Linked DNA regions of Drosophila melanogaster: all the other regions are linked to region 3. The links are chromatin contacts, called in public Hi-C maps. All regions are on one chromosome and are shown on one strand. The core of a region is the stretch at or near the end of the contact, and the rest is flanking DNA. Distances in the headings are between cores, read along the strand shown.

Region 1 (4,622 bases), core at 1,791-4,290, 130 kb before region 3:
GTGTAATGTTGGCCAGATGTGCGGCCAACAGGGCATAGACGCCACCGCTGGCGCCCACCAGGAAGACCTCCGAGTCGACGACACTGGTGCCCAGGGATCCGGCAAAAACGCCCGCCATGTAGATCACGCCGATCCTGGCCGTGCCGTGCATCACCTCCAGGGGAATGCCAAAAAACAGCTGGATGACGATATTGAAGCCCAGGTGGAACCAGTTGGCGTGCAGGAACATGTAGCTAAAGAAGCGCCACACCTGCAGACGCCGGTCCGGCCGATAGACCAGCACCGAATCCGACGGAATCGGAACGGGTAGCCCGAAATTCTGGGCGGGCATTGTGTAGCGGTCGTAGGCGAAGATGGCAATCTAAAATGGACAGAGACGCAAAGAATTGGGGGTTAGTTCTGGGCTCTCGCTCTGATTTATGTTGTTGCTGTCTGGCACGCGACCACGTTCCAAATAAAGTCTTATGAGAATGCTTAGGGGCGAGTCCTGCCAACTTGGCAGGGCTTCAAACTCACTAAACTCATACGCCCCGTGGGCCGCCCTGTTTATTTGATATTCGTGCTAGTTTCTATACGAAGCAAATTATTTCCAATACGAATGTAAGGGGTCATGTAAAAGTGTATTGTTTATTTTAAACTCAATGTTCCAAGTTACCAATTTCGCTATCAAACTAACTATCATTTCCATCTTCTCATCTTCCACTGTTTTTCACATGACAATTTTTGGTCTGCCCTTAAAAAATAAAAAAAAGAAAAAACTACGAACGGTCTGGTTTCATAAACTTTTCTGTTCGCTTTTTTTCCTTCGGCTGTTTTGTTGTTCAACTTGTTTACAATCGATTTTCGGGGGCGCCAGCGAGTCAGACGCAGAAAACGAAACACGAAAAGCGAGGAAAACTCTCGGAAAACTTCCGCCCTTCGTCGCCGCTTTCCGCCCCCTATATCATTTTTATCGCTCTTGGGATGAAAGTTTGCGGCTTCTTTGATTTAATGGGTTGAGTTACTGAGTTCGCTGTGTGTGTGCTTACCTCAATGATGGAGATCACTAGGATGAACCAGGGCCAGTGCTGGCGGTGGACGTACTTCAGCAGGCCGATATCCTCCGACTCCGGAAGTGGCGTGGCCGGGATGGCCTCGCGTTGCATGTAGATGTGCTCGCCTTGGCGGGTGCAGCAGGTGCTGCTCGCCGTGCTGCAATCGGTGTCGTACGACGAGGAGTTGGAGGAACTGGAGCACGCGGCGGGAATGTCAATGATGGTCTCCTTGGCGGCGGTGGCATGCTCCTCCTCCTGCGACGCCTCCTTCTCCTTCTCCTGGCCCAAATCCACCTTGGTTTCGTTTACATTCTGCGTTAAGTTCTCCATGCTGGCGCCGTTGAAGAAATTCTGGAGAAAGAGAGGAGCGCATAAAGTGTGTAATTAATTAACTTGAACCGAACAATAAACAAAAATCAATTAAGTGCATAAGTTATTCATAAAACGCAGCACAAAACAAGAGCAATTACAACACTTCAGAAAAACCAGAGTGTGTGGGGAAATGCAGCAGAAATAAAAGAAAAGCGAAGGAAAAGCCTGCTTCTTTGTGGGTAAGAATTTTGTTTATGGCCTGGGACACGGATTCCGATGCCTGCAACTTCCTGGCTGCTTTTCCCCGAAGGGAAAACTGGGTCAGCTTGTGTGAGCTAACCATAAAATTTGATGGGCCAAGTTTGCTTTTGTGGCCCGAAATTAGCTGGACAAAATTGAAGATGTAGCTTGTGTAGCATCTACGCCGTTACATAAACTGCACTTTCAGCCCTGAAATCATCTTCGCTAATGGCCAACTAATCAGCTAATGGCCAGGCATTATTGTAATTCATTGCCCAGAGACATTTCCTCACAAATTATGTTAATCGCATTCGATTCAATTACAGTCACAGCACAAATCTTCTTAAATTCCCCAAACAACTGTTCGTCGCAACAAGGAAAAAAAATAACAAATTCATTGCCTTGCTCAACAAAAAAAAAAAAAATAAACTTAAAAAAACGCGTTTCTCCCACTCACACTCATTGTGTTCGCATATGCCCCCTCTCTCTCTTTCGCCTCAAGTCGCATTGCACACACGCACCGTTGTTGCTTTTGTGTCTGCTACCTACACTGCTCGAAAAAGTGAGTGGGTGCCGTGCCTTGGCTGGCGCTCTTTTCATGTTCTTCATTTCGGTTGCCTAGCAATTTCAATAAGGCACGAAATCGCAGTCGGCCGCTTATTAATTAATTTATTTATTAACTTTAATTGCAGACTGCACCGAATGTCCATGCGAGCATGAAGAAGAGATGTCGAAAGCGGGCTTTAAGACATAATGAATTAATTCATTCGGCCTTCTTTTCATCATTTCTTTCTTCTCATTTTTTTTTTTTGTCTGTTTGGTCAGAAACATAGTTTCACATGGCCCGCGGTGTAATTTGCATTTTTTATGCTTTCTGCTGCACTCGCACCCCTAAAAAAAAAAACGGGCAAAGGGTGCGAGCGAGAGAGATAGAGCGAGCGGGCACACAGGTTGAACAAACTCATTACGCCTCTAAGTTGAAATGCTTTTGTTTTGCCGCTGTGACAATTTCTATTGCAATTTGCACATTTCTTGCATATCCCTTGTGGCTTGTAGCTTGTATCTCGCAACTCATATTTTGTATCTTGTATCTTTTAGCTCTCGCGCATTTTCTCATTAGGGTCGGGGGCTTACCTTAGGTTTTTCTGCCTGTCGCAATGTTTATAATCCAAAATGCGTGGGTTTCTTGTAATCCAAATGTCTTTAGTTAGCTGGCATATTCGCACGTTTTTCACTCGCTTTTTTCGGCTCGCACATTGGTAACTTAGTTTTGCTGCTCGTAAATCCAGGAGCTTGTATTCAGATATTCTTGAGATATATATTCTCTGCTTGCACCCACACACACGACAATTTGAATATTTCTTTCTTTCAGTTTCAATTTCAGTTTCGAGTCGCAGTCCGACTTTCTCAGTTTGATGATCTCGCGCTCGCGGCTCGCACGCAACTGACTTTCGAAAGGCAAGGCAGCCGGCCTTTATAAGTGCTCGCTGTGCGGTGCAGTATAAGAGAGCCACTTCGAACATGTTGTGTTTTGGTTCGGCCGTATAAGTGTTGCATGGCACATCCGGATCTTGTCTTGTGTGGGTGGGTGGGGTGTGCGCACTGCAGTCACTCGACTGCTGCAGCTCGAGGCGAGCGGTTCGAAGGTTTTTCGTCGCTGGTTATTCACTGGTTTCCCCCATCTGCCGCCTTGCCACATAACGGTGAATGACTCATCCAGACGGGCCAGCACTTCTTGCCAATGCCACTGACTAACAAATGCGTCGTCTTCTGTCTTCTGTCTTCTCGCCGATCTCCAGCGATCTGCGCTTTGTCATGGCCTACTACGCAGATCTGAGCTCTAATCTCTGCAATGTTGCGAAATTCTAGCAAGGCCTTTGCGTTTAATTGCCTTTCAGCAAAACCGACTTTTATCTCATTTTATATTATTACTAGTAATATATATTAACGTACTAGAAGAGGTTTAAGCTCATTTTAGTTGTATTTGTAAAGGTACCAAGTCCATTGTTTTGCTGAGTTTCCCGTCGATGCCTTTAAACAAAGACAAGAAAGTCAAACAAATTGTTAACACAATTAAAGATGATGAAATCGGTAGTAGCAGTCGCTTTTTCTTTAGCTCCGCACTTTCGAATAGTTTCCAGAAATAACTTCAATGTCACAATTGCTCACAATGGTAATGTAAATTAGTTTCTAAACTAAAAAAACTAGCAAAACTATTTGCTTGCTTAGAAATAGTTTTAAAATTCCTCTATTGATACGTAACCGTTCAATAGCTAAAACATTGCTTCTATAATTCTGTTGTTTTTAAGGGAACGTGCCACTGCAAGTGGCCAAAAATGCAAATAAAGTATATCGGCTCAGCAATGCAGAACATGTCATGGAATCGAATTCGAAACCGAGCCCCGTCCTGATTCCCCTTGATTCCCCGATTCCCCGTAGAAGATCATCATTGTCAGGGGTTTCGAATTTCACACCTTTTCCAGCGAGAGCTCCCTCGGAGGCGTTGAGCGAGCAGATAGAAATCGGTAGCAAAAATAAATATTTATACAAATTATTAGGCAGCCTGAGCCGTTGCAGTCACGAGTTCGCGGGAAAGGTCACCACGGCATGTTGCACAAAAGGAGTAGCTTTCGGCTTCCTGGCCGAAAGGATCGAGACGACGTGGTTACGTGTTTTGCATGATAAGCTGGGAATTTACACAGATCTAATAGATAGATATACCCATCCTGGCCAGTCATCCTCATCGGCGGCATGAAAACTCCCGCATGAAAAGTGAAAATATTTTCACTGGGCGCAAAAGAGAGGCGAAACAGATTCAGAGTCCTCGTCCTCGTCCACTGAGATTTATGATGACTTTTTAACATGTGCGTGCAACAGGTAAGCAGATACGAAAACACAGTTGCTGCACTACATGCCCATGACCAGGCACGTCATCAGCTCGGAGTTTCTCAGCTCATCTTCATCGTAAATCCTTTTTTCCCACGTTCCCTCAGGTCGAGTTCCTCCATCCTCCATTGCTGCGTTTTCATTGTGCCA
Region 2 (4,619 bases), core at 2,041-4,540, 210 kb before region 3:
GTTTGAAATTTAACGAATTTATTGTACCTTCCCCGTGGACATGCTAATTCTGTTGCCAAGTCGAATTTCGGGCACCTTCGGCAATCTTCAGCTGTCGTACGTCATAAGTCAGAGTCGTACGATCTACAGTCACTGCTCGCTATAAGAAACCTTTCAGTTCTTCAAATGTATGAAAATATGAATAATGACAAAAGTTATGTTGTTTCCTTGATTGCTTAATCTAATAATTACTAGGATTTCCTTTGTTTTCTGAAAACATAGCAGTAATGACTCACGATTTCTATAGTTTCTTTTTTTTTCAAATCACTGTGCCACTAGTTTAGATTAAAAATATAAGTGATTTAACAATTTGCGATAATAAATGAATTCGTATCACGATGATTTTTGGAAACAAATATCTTAAGTAATAGCAAAGCAAGTCAAACATATCTAATCTCACTGGCGAGTGCCTACTGTAATTACTTTGGCTTTTAAACTGTGGTGACGAAGTGCCACCTCCATTGAAGCGAATCCAAACGTAAACAAAGCCAGGGGAGATTTCCATTTGAAGTGGACAAGTGTGGAACCCGTAAAATCGATTCCCAAATTGCCGGGCACTAAAAGCAGGTGAGAGATAAGATCCCCTGAACTACCTGCTGCTAACTTATCTCGGAGAAGAACAATATTTCTGCGCCTGACGGCCGCTTCCGCTGCACTCGAATCGCGAATCGCGGGTATCTGGAAACACGATAAATGCGTTTGGCGGAAACGAGCCATGTTTCACTGTTTCCAGCGATAAGACAAATTCGCCTTTAATTATGGTTAGCACTCGACAAACACCCTGCATGTCTGACAATCACACCGCCTGATCTTTGCCAGCCTGGCAAAACGTATGGCGGGCCAAGTTCGCTATCAGCACGGACTTATTTCATTATAATACACTTCTACGGACTACACATCGTACGTATTTTCTTCAGACAGAGGTCAGGCTAACCCTGCGATCGGGGAATGTGGGAAACTACTAGCAAGATCGTAATTAAATCACGTGATTAGCTGCTACTACTTCAATCATATACAATAAATGAATACATAGTTGAAGCCATGTTCTTAAATCTATAATATAGTTTTGAAGAAGCTGGCCATAAAGTGCTGCTTAATAGTATTTTCTAGTAAATAAAATCCTTGGAACCACTTCCATTATCTCAAAAGCACTCAACAAACATAGAGAATCTTTGCAAATATTTACACAAATGGAAAATTTACACTAAGAACAAAAGCAAGTCGTTCTAAAAATGTAACCGTAATTGACCCTTAATGGTTGATATAATTATTTAGTTACGTTTTTCGTGTCACTACGAAAACCGGATGTGTTCAGATAACTCGGTACAACAAATTAAATTAGATCATGCGGGAAGCGTGAGGAGATAAACACATTTTTTAATACAATTAACTATTGTTTCAAACCTCATAGTTTGGGGCTAACATTTCCTAACAGGCCGAAGAACTCTGCCGAATCTCACGGCAAAGTAAGAGATGATTTTGGAGTTTGCCTATTGGATGTTCGTTCGCTTTTGGCCAACAGCAAAAGGTCGAAAGTACAGTTCTGTGTGTGAGCCCAAGCCCACTGAGTATCAAAGACTACCTCGGGCTTTATTCAAATCTGCGTGCGTACGAGTGCTTTCGCCATTGATAAGCTACGATCGGAGTACAATTATAGACTGATCGTGGGGTGTACTCCATGGTGCACACAAGCAATTTGCATTGATAACCTTGGGGCGTGGGCTTATCAATAATGGACTTAACGGAATAAGCCGAAAAACCCAGTTGACGTCAACTGTGATTTTCGGATGCTACGTGTGAGAACGCTCTGGGAACTATCGGTCTGGGAGTAGGAACTGTAGTTAACACACTGGCACGTTTTTCTGGGGCACCCTACTTAGCATTTACAGCGCTTTAGGGCTCCAAGGCGAGTGATAAGATTGTCTAGAAAAATTGCACAATGCCCTATAACTATTGTTGTTCATATATAAATATGTATATGTCCGTCTCTTTTTCTCAGTCGCCTACGCACCGAACACGAAGTTCATTGAGAAGCCGAAACAGCTGACTCTGATAGTGCGTGTGATCTCTCCAAACACGCGCGTGCACTCTCTCGCTCTCCGCCACTCTGTTATGTTTGGCTGGAAAAGAGCGACCACGCAACGCAACGGTAAAAAGGCGCTTGGGAAAGTGGAGCACGTAGCGTGACTAACACTTGCCCCATTGGAATGACGCTGCCGCTGGGGAAATCGTACGATCGCAGGGTAAAGTACGCCACCAAAATGACGCGTCATCGAGCGAGATGTTGAGAGAGCGGAGGCGTGGGGCGGGTGCTCACCTACTGCAAGTTCGGACACGAAAAATCATACGACAAGCATGACGTGGCGACGGCCAATTAATGGCGTCGTCTTGCCGGCTGCAAAAAGCGAGAAGGAAAAAATCGATAAGCGGTGGCAGCGCAGCAGCTGTTCGTCGCGGGGAATAAACAGAGCAGAGCAGAGCAGGAGACGGTGATTATGTAAACAAGCCTTGAGGAGCAAGAATCCAAAACGCACATTCGGCCTCTGTAGAAAAGACAGAGAACAAGCTTTCGCTCTCTCTCCCTTCTGCTCACGTCATCCGCTCGGCACCGTGAATGTGTCTGCATTTCCCAGTGACCCGCATTGAAAAAACGCACCGAACCAAAATAGTTTCCACTCTCCACTTACTTTCCACTTTCTTCCAACTCGGAACGGTTCTTTCGATTATCGATTGGAGCTGGTCCCTTCTTTTCTCTGCTTGTCGAAGCAAATCTTCGTTTTCGTCTGGAATGACACACACACGAAACGCGGACCACAAGTCACCCCACTCGGTCTGTTAACAATTCGTTTGTTGTTCGTCGGACACAAACACAACTTCGAATAACCCTAGTGAACAAAAGTTGTTAGAGGTGGAAGCGCATCAGTTCCATTTCGATACCATCGATGACGCATGGGGAGACCGATATCTTATCGAATACTTTCACTGTTTTGGGTCGTGGAATGAATGAACTTTAAACAGTTATCGAAATAGTTTAAAAATTCAATTTTTAAATTTGTAGAATGACAATAAAGTGTCAAATTTAAATTTAATTTAATAATAATTCAAAAATAACACTGGCTATGAATCCTAAACCTACCATTTGCGGCAAAAACGTAACATGTTCATTCACAGCATGAAATCTCGAATTCTCGAAATTGTAAATCATATTAATAAAGTTTCCATAAACCTTGCGTATTTAATAATACTATGTGAAAATTGTCATATTCTGGAAAATCTTTCTGCGAAATAAGTAACAAGCAATGAGCATAAAAATTATTTTGTTTTTAATCGCCATCGAGGTAGTACGATCTAACATTTTTCTTCAGTCTGAGAACCCATTTCCTTCTAGTGCAACCAGACAATCGGCATAGGTCTTCGCTCCTTAATCCTGGAGGCTCACAATCGAAGGAGGGCCAAGTACGGTAATCAGCCCATGGTTCTGGACGAAGAACTCTGTACAGAGTGCTCAGAATACGCAGATGCAAGTATTTCAGCCTCAGTATAAAATCCTAAATTATTTAAAATTGAACAGTCTTCATCGTCCTCTAGGAAATAGTCAGGAATGAAGGTGTATATACAGAGAACTACTTGGAATACCTGTATGCAACGGACCCAATATCAGCAAAGCACCTTCAAGTCGTCTGCGTTTTCCGGGAGGCCTTGCCTAGGGAATGTGTTCGAATTTGGTTTCATTACCGAGGCTTCGCCGAGAACACAAAGTATTACAGGTTTACGGCCATGATATGGAACGCCTCCACCAGACTTGGCGTTGGACTAGGCAGAATGTGAGTATCTGATAAAATTACTTCTCCATGGCAAGACGAAGTGCAAGATAATTGCGTCTTCCGCAGACAGGAAACGCGATACCTAGTGGTGAGATATGCTCCTCCTGGAAACATTTTGCGAGAGATGGCGTCCAATGTTCCCAAGCGACCGACAACGTTTTGGGATGCAGAACACATTGTTGACCATGGGTTTGAGTTCGCATAACATTTGCTCGCAATGGCGTCAACAATATATTTGGTAACTGGCTGTCTTTCGTAACGACCTTATTAAATTTATATCTGTGCGGAACTTCCAGAATTTTGTAGATTTTCCAGCGGTATTCGAACTAAATCGTATATATCATTTGCGTATTTGTATTTATTGACTTTCAGGGTCTTAAGGTAGTGTCTGCAAACGTGTTTGGCTAAAGTGTAAAAATAAAGCTTGATTATAACATAAACACCTTTGGGTTAATCTCATTTCACTCACTCAAGTACCAAAATATAATAATATACAAAAAATATGTACGCCATAAGTTGGTCGTTATAAAAAACAAAGATTCTTTGGTAAAATCAACTAAACTAAAAGCTACTGTTGATAATGGAACTCAGGATAATTGACTGGATTTGGTTTCGGATTGGGACACCTTATCTACTAAGCTACACACACGCATACGTTTCAAATATATGGAGATTTTTGAACAACATTTTAGAATTTGTTATAGTAAACGTCTTAATTGCACAGTAAATGTCTTTAAAATTCGATTGCGTCGATGA
Region 3 (4,819 bases), core at 1,268-3,767:
TTGCCAGCACTTGGTCGTCATTAGCCCGACACTCCACGGCCAGGGCTCCTTGGCCAACAGCATAGAGCAAGTCGGTCGGCTCCAGCACCTGGCTAATACGACTCATCCAGCCCATTCTCACCAAGCCGGCCTGAGCGAGTATGATGCCGGAGAACTTGGAATCGGCTGCATCCAGCTTGGCCAGTCGAGTATTTAGATTTCCACGGATGTCGCACACCGTCAAATGGGGATACATCCTGCGAATCTGGGCTGTGCGACGAAGAGATGAGGTTCCTGTGGATATAGGGTACATTTGAATCATTTTAATCACAATTAGCCATATTTGTCACACCCACCAATCACGCTGCCCTTTGGAAGCGAGGCTATCGTGTGGCCCTTGAAGTTCTCCCGCAGAACGAGGGCGTCCCGCGCATCTTCTCGCTCCAGCACGGCTCCGATGGCCATTCCTGTTGGCAGGGCTGTAGGCAGATCCTTGAGGGAGTGCACCACAAAGTCAACGCCACCGTTGCGCAGCGCATCCTCGAGGTCGCGGGTGAACAGGCTCTTCTCGCCAATCTTAGGAAGGGAAACGTTCAGCACACGATCGCCAAATGTCGACATGGTGTCTGTAAAATACAATTAGACCGGTTGAAACAACATAGCGTTTTGTATTTATCTTACTAAATATTTAACTTTGATAAGCGATTTCATATTCATTATCGTACACAATTTACTTCTTCTGACCTCAGAAATTGTACCCACTTGAAACGACATCTTAGATCAATAATCTAAGGATGGCGTTTCCATAATTGCAGTTTGTTATGTCATCATCACCTGATAAGGAACCCAGTAGCACGCCAGGTTCTCCACTTTACGACAGCAATCAAGCGAGACATGCAAACGGAATAGGTATATCTCCCCAATTTCCCCTTTCCTAGTTTGGACCCGCAGCGATAATGTCTTTTCCAAATGTTTTGCTTATCGGACCGGGAATAGAATTTGAATAAAAGCGTATATCAAAGAGGGAAATTGCGTGCGAGGCGTTGAGTAAAGCACTTGGCAAATTTTATGTCAATGAAATATGGATAGGGCAAGTGAAATCCAACAATTTCAAATAGATTACGGTGGTGCTAGCCATGATAAAGCCACACCGACTGACTCATCGTGGGTGCTTCCAAATGTATTTCCATAAACTGGCCAATCTTATCGGGTTCAAAGGTACTCAACATGCCTGTGCAAATACAATTTCAACAGATTTCCCATAATGTCGCCAGAAAGTGCGACTCTTATCGAATATTTCACTGCGATCAGAGATAGACCGATCGAATGTCGTATCACTTCATCCAAACAAAAATTCTCACGTAATGTGGTTCAGCCAACAGAATTTATATGGCCAAAACAGTTTGGTAGTTCCAAAGAATAATAATTATCTCTAGTGCTGATTATTTGCCCGCTACTGTATGTTTGTGCGTATGTGTGAGTTGGCATTCCCTAATCTCGGGAGAAACAACAACAGCACAGCCATTGACATTGAGCAAACTTCGGCAAATGGCACGTGAGCGGAAAAGAGATGACGAAAGAGCGAGAGCAATGAATTTAGAGAAGCCGATATGCATAAAGCCGATCGTATGCAATCCCATTTAAACAGTCGCAACATTTGCTATGACCACTATCAGAACGCTAGATAAGCATGGCTCCTGCTGGAATTTCCACAAGTCATGCTTCGTGTAGAGTTTCTAAAGGCCCCTGTGCAGCATGACTGCGCTGTTTACATGTATGTATGTAAGCACTTCCAACTCCCTTTCAGTTTGCTGATCATGAGTTTCCAATTCCCCTTCCAGCCGGTGCCCCAATATTTATCAACCCCGACTTTCACTTACGGATCTCGAATTTCTGCTTGGGATATAGCTTCTGCAGGCGGCCGATGACATGTTTGGTCTGAATCAGAGCGAGCTGAAAAGGGGGAAGGGGGTTAAATTGTTTAATAGAGTGCCTATTATATGCTAAATGCAAATTAACAGAGAGAAGGAGAGAGTAGGGCACTTAGCTCGCAAATAAGTCAAGTAATTTCAAATTGGAATGCCAGCAGCACACAGGTGGCCTTCACTTCGAGCACGATCAAAGGTGGCGGCTCAGTGCAATTAACACAAAAATTATTAAAAGGCCCAGCTTAAAATCAAGTTTTCAAATGGGGTCCATACAAAAACAAGTACAGTGCGGGCTCGACAGAGGAACACATTTGTTTTGTGTATTATTCGTTTTTTCTACTTTCGGTTAATTATGTTGGTTTACTTTGCGAAAGTGCACTGTATTAGTTTGGCCTCTCTCTCTCACCCTCTCTGTCTGCCTCTCTCTTCCTCTCATTCTGCAAAAGTGCGTACTGTTGCTATAGCGAATTGTGTAACAGTAACCAAAAAGCAGAGCAAGTACAACAACTGCAATAACACCACGCGGAGAGCAACAAGTCTTGCATAAGGGAGGGGGAGACGGGAGAGAAAGAGAGAGCCACGAAAATGTGATTGAAATTCAAATGCAGCACTTCCAATTCGAATTCCAAGCGGATGTAGTATGCACATATTTTAGTTCTCGTCGCCTTTAACACACTTACCTCGCTCTTTCGCGATCCAACGCGTATAACCTTTTCCTGCGCCGACATTATAGGCGCTCTAATGTTTTGCTAATAAGTGTTGCACAACAATTGTTTATGCTGGGTTATTTGTTCGTTGTTCCTGTTGTTGTTGCAAAGTGAAAGTGTGTGCGAGAAGGACAGCTTTCGGGGTCACGTTGACAGCCAAAGAAGGAGGAGTGCTGATTAGAAAACCGAGCCCGGATGAACGATAAAAGATGAATGAAAACGTAAATGCACGCACTATTCAAGACACATTTTTGAGTTATTGTCACGTTGGCTTTGTACTAATCAGCAGAAAATCCCAGCCCGAACGATCTTTCCAAATTTTTAGCTGCTGGCCGATACTACGACCGAGCAAAGAGCGAAAAGTGAATGACAAGTGTGACCGCGGGCGAACCGTTAAAATATACGAAGAACGGCTGACAGGGCTGGCGAGTGCATGGGCACAGTTTGTGACTGAAGCCAGAAAAAATACTAAGCGTGACTAAAATTAGTTCAGTGTATAAATGTTAAAAATTACTTAAATATTTTTGACAATATAAGTGAAAGCAATACTTATACCCGCACATCATTTACAGCCCTATTAACATTTTAAGTTGTAAATATCTAAACTACCAAAACGAAATATTTGGTAAATTATGAAGCCCTGACAACTCTGTAGTCGATAGGCAAAAGAGCTCGCGCCATGAGCCTATCGTTCTCAGCTGTTTGGAAGCAAAACAAAGGGGAAGGACTATCAATTGGAAATGTTTCTGGTGAGGAATAATAAGTACTGAAGAAATGCAAAATAATAAAGGGCTGAACGGTCCAGTTCATCAGCCGTCCCACGCGGACGCTGGGCAACCGAATGCAGGCGGTTCGGGAGCGCTTGGGTCCGGACTTAGCTGATCAACTGGACGCTCTGCATCGTAATGTGATGCGGACTGGTCTGGTGTCCACACAGGAGCTGGAGGAGGCATTCCGCAAAACGCGCGACATGGACCACAACCCGAACCGGTTGAATCTGCTCTGGCTGCTGGGCATCGTGTTCTTCATCATGGTGGCCACCCCGGTCTTTTATGAGACCATCTCGTTCCTGCTCGGAGTGCGTTGCTTTCTGCCCAACAACTACTTGGTATGGGAGGCCACCAGGCCCATTAGTGACTGCGAGTTTTGTAAAGGGGTGAGGGCTCCCCTGATCTTGGCCAATCTCACCATGGAGGAGTTTGCACCGCACGCGTACTCCTCAATGCCCATCATTGTGAAGAGGGCGGTGGCTCACTGGCCAGCACAAAAGAACCTCAGCTTTGCCTTCATAAAAGAATTGTACGAAAGTGTCCCGGGAGCAATGGACTCAGATTGCCAGTTTCTGCACTTCAACTCTGATCTCAAGTCGCTGAAGCATGTGTTTTCCATGTCCGCGGAGCGTTCAAATCTTACTCAAGGAGTGCCCTGGTTCGTGGGCTGGAGTGTCTGCCAGCCGGCCGTCCTGGCGGAGCTCAGAAAGCTGTATCCCCGCCCGCATTTCCTGCCCTTCGATGCTGAAATGCCTCACACGGACTTCATATTAATGGGCTACGAGCAAGGGGCTGTGATGCATGTAAGTAAAAACCAAGAAATCAACGAATATTATGACTAATCTTTCAATTATTATAGCTTGATTACATTCCCCGCCTGTTGTGGCAAGCTCAGTTAAGTGGCAACAAGACCTGGTTTCTGGCACCTGCTCCTGAATGTGACCACCAGTGTCAGCCCTTCTCCTTCTATGTGGAGCCCGGAGATGCTGTGTTGGTGGACACACGCATCTGGTACCATGCCAATTCAATTCCCAAGGGTCAGTTTTCGCTCACCGTTCAGTCCGAGTATGGATGAGATGCACCTTGTAGTTCTGAGACTCAGAATTCAAACAGCCATGTTAGTCCAAACTTTCATATGGTATAAACTCCCTATTAAGATCTCGTTAAAACCACTGAAGACTTGAAATACGTGTAGTGCACTCTAAAAATTGTGCTTTTAAAAATAAAAACCCAAGTAATCCGTAAGCGATCATAATTTGTATAGAACTTTTGTTTTCAAATTTAAACCGCCACAGCTTGCGTTATCGATTTCCGATAGATGCGGCGCAGGCCATTCAAACGAAGTTATCAAAGGAGAAGTGAAGCGTAAACAATAAAAATGGAAACTAATGTAGATTTCAGCAGCATTTCATCCAAGTTGTACAGAAAGTACGCG

Evidence for each region. A called contact is a pair of places that touch in the nucleus more often than the background predicts.
Region 1: a Hi-C map of the Kc167 cell line shows a contact between it and region 3, with 2.2 times the contacts expected there. The contact joins the promoter of rho here to the promoter of CG2211 in region 3. A contact is called at or near these places in 5 of 107 Hi-C or Micro-C datasets (the Kc167 cell line, the ML-DmBG3-c2 cell line, the S2 cell line and 1 more) and 1 of 6 datasets of contacts at active chromatin or transcription factors (the S2 cell line).
Region 2: a Hi-C map of the Kc167 cell line shows a contact between it and region 3, with 2.0 times the contacts expected there. The contact joins the promoter of CG32313 here to the promoter of CG2211 in region 3. A contact is called at or near these places in 22 of 107 Hi-C or Micro-C datasets (the Clone 8 cell line, the D17-c3 cell line, the Kc167 cell line and 10 more) and 2 of 6 datasets of contacts at active chromatin or transcription factors (both in the Kc167 cell line).

The regions. Positions count from the first base shown.
Region 1 is chr3L:1,462,229-1,466,850 of dm6, reverse strand. It overlaps rho (rhomboid), which reads right to left and starts at 3,040. Exons shown (of 4, transcript NM_001274326.1): 1 at 2,721-3,040; 2 at 1,029-1,385; 3 at 1-361. The coding sequence starts at 1,364. The region is part of intron 3 of Ptp61F (Protein tyrosine phosphatase 61F); the gene reads left to right. It overlaps lncRNA:CR44842 (long non-coding RNA:CR44842), which reads left to right and starts at 4,050. Exons shown (of 2, transcript NR_124753.1): 1 at 4,050-4,463; 2 at 4,580-4,622.
Region 2 is chr3L:1,544,414-1,549,032 of dm6, reverse strand. CG32313 reads left to right here and starts at 3,290. Exons shown (of 4, transcript NM_167891.3): 1 at 3,290-3,377; 2 at 3,428-3,559; 3 at 3,628-3,863; 4 at 3,930-4,205. The coding sequence starts at 3,339. The coding sequence ends at 4,068. pns (pinstripe) reads right to left here. Exons shown (of 15, transcript NM_206232.2): 15 at 4,210-4,619. Pcyt1 (Phosphocholine cytidylyltransferase 1) reads right to left here and starts at 2,941. Exons shown (of 4, transcript NM_001299969.1): 1 at 2,727-2,941.
Region 3 is chr3L:1,333,057-1,337,875 of dm6, reverse strand. CG2211 reads left to right here and starts at 2,517. Exons shown (of 4, transcript NM_138258.3): 1 at 2,517-2,835; 2 at 2,904-3,363; 3 at 3,420-4,187; 4 at 4,244-4,637. The coding sequence starts at 3,355. The coding sequence ends at 4,459. Hmbs (Hydroxymethylbilane synthase) reads right to left here and starts at 2,987. Exons shown (of 4, transcript NM_138259.3): 1 at 2,588-2,987; 2 at 1,860-1,932; 3 at 336-605; 4 at 1-273. The coding sequence starts at 2,635. msd5 (mitotic spindle density 5) reads left to right here and starts at 4,730. Exons shown (of 1, transcript NM_138257.3): 1 at 4,730-4,819. The coding sequence starts at 4,763.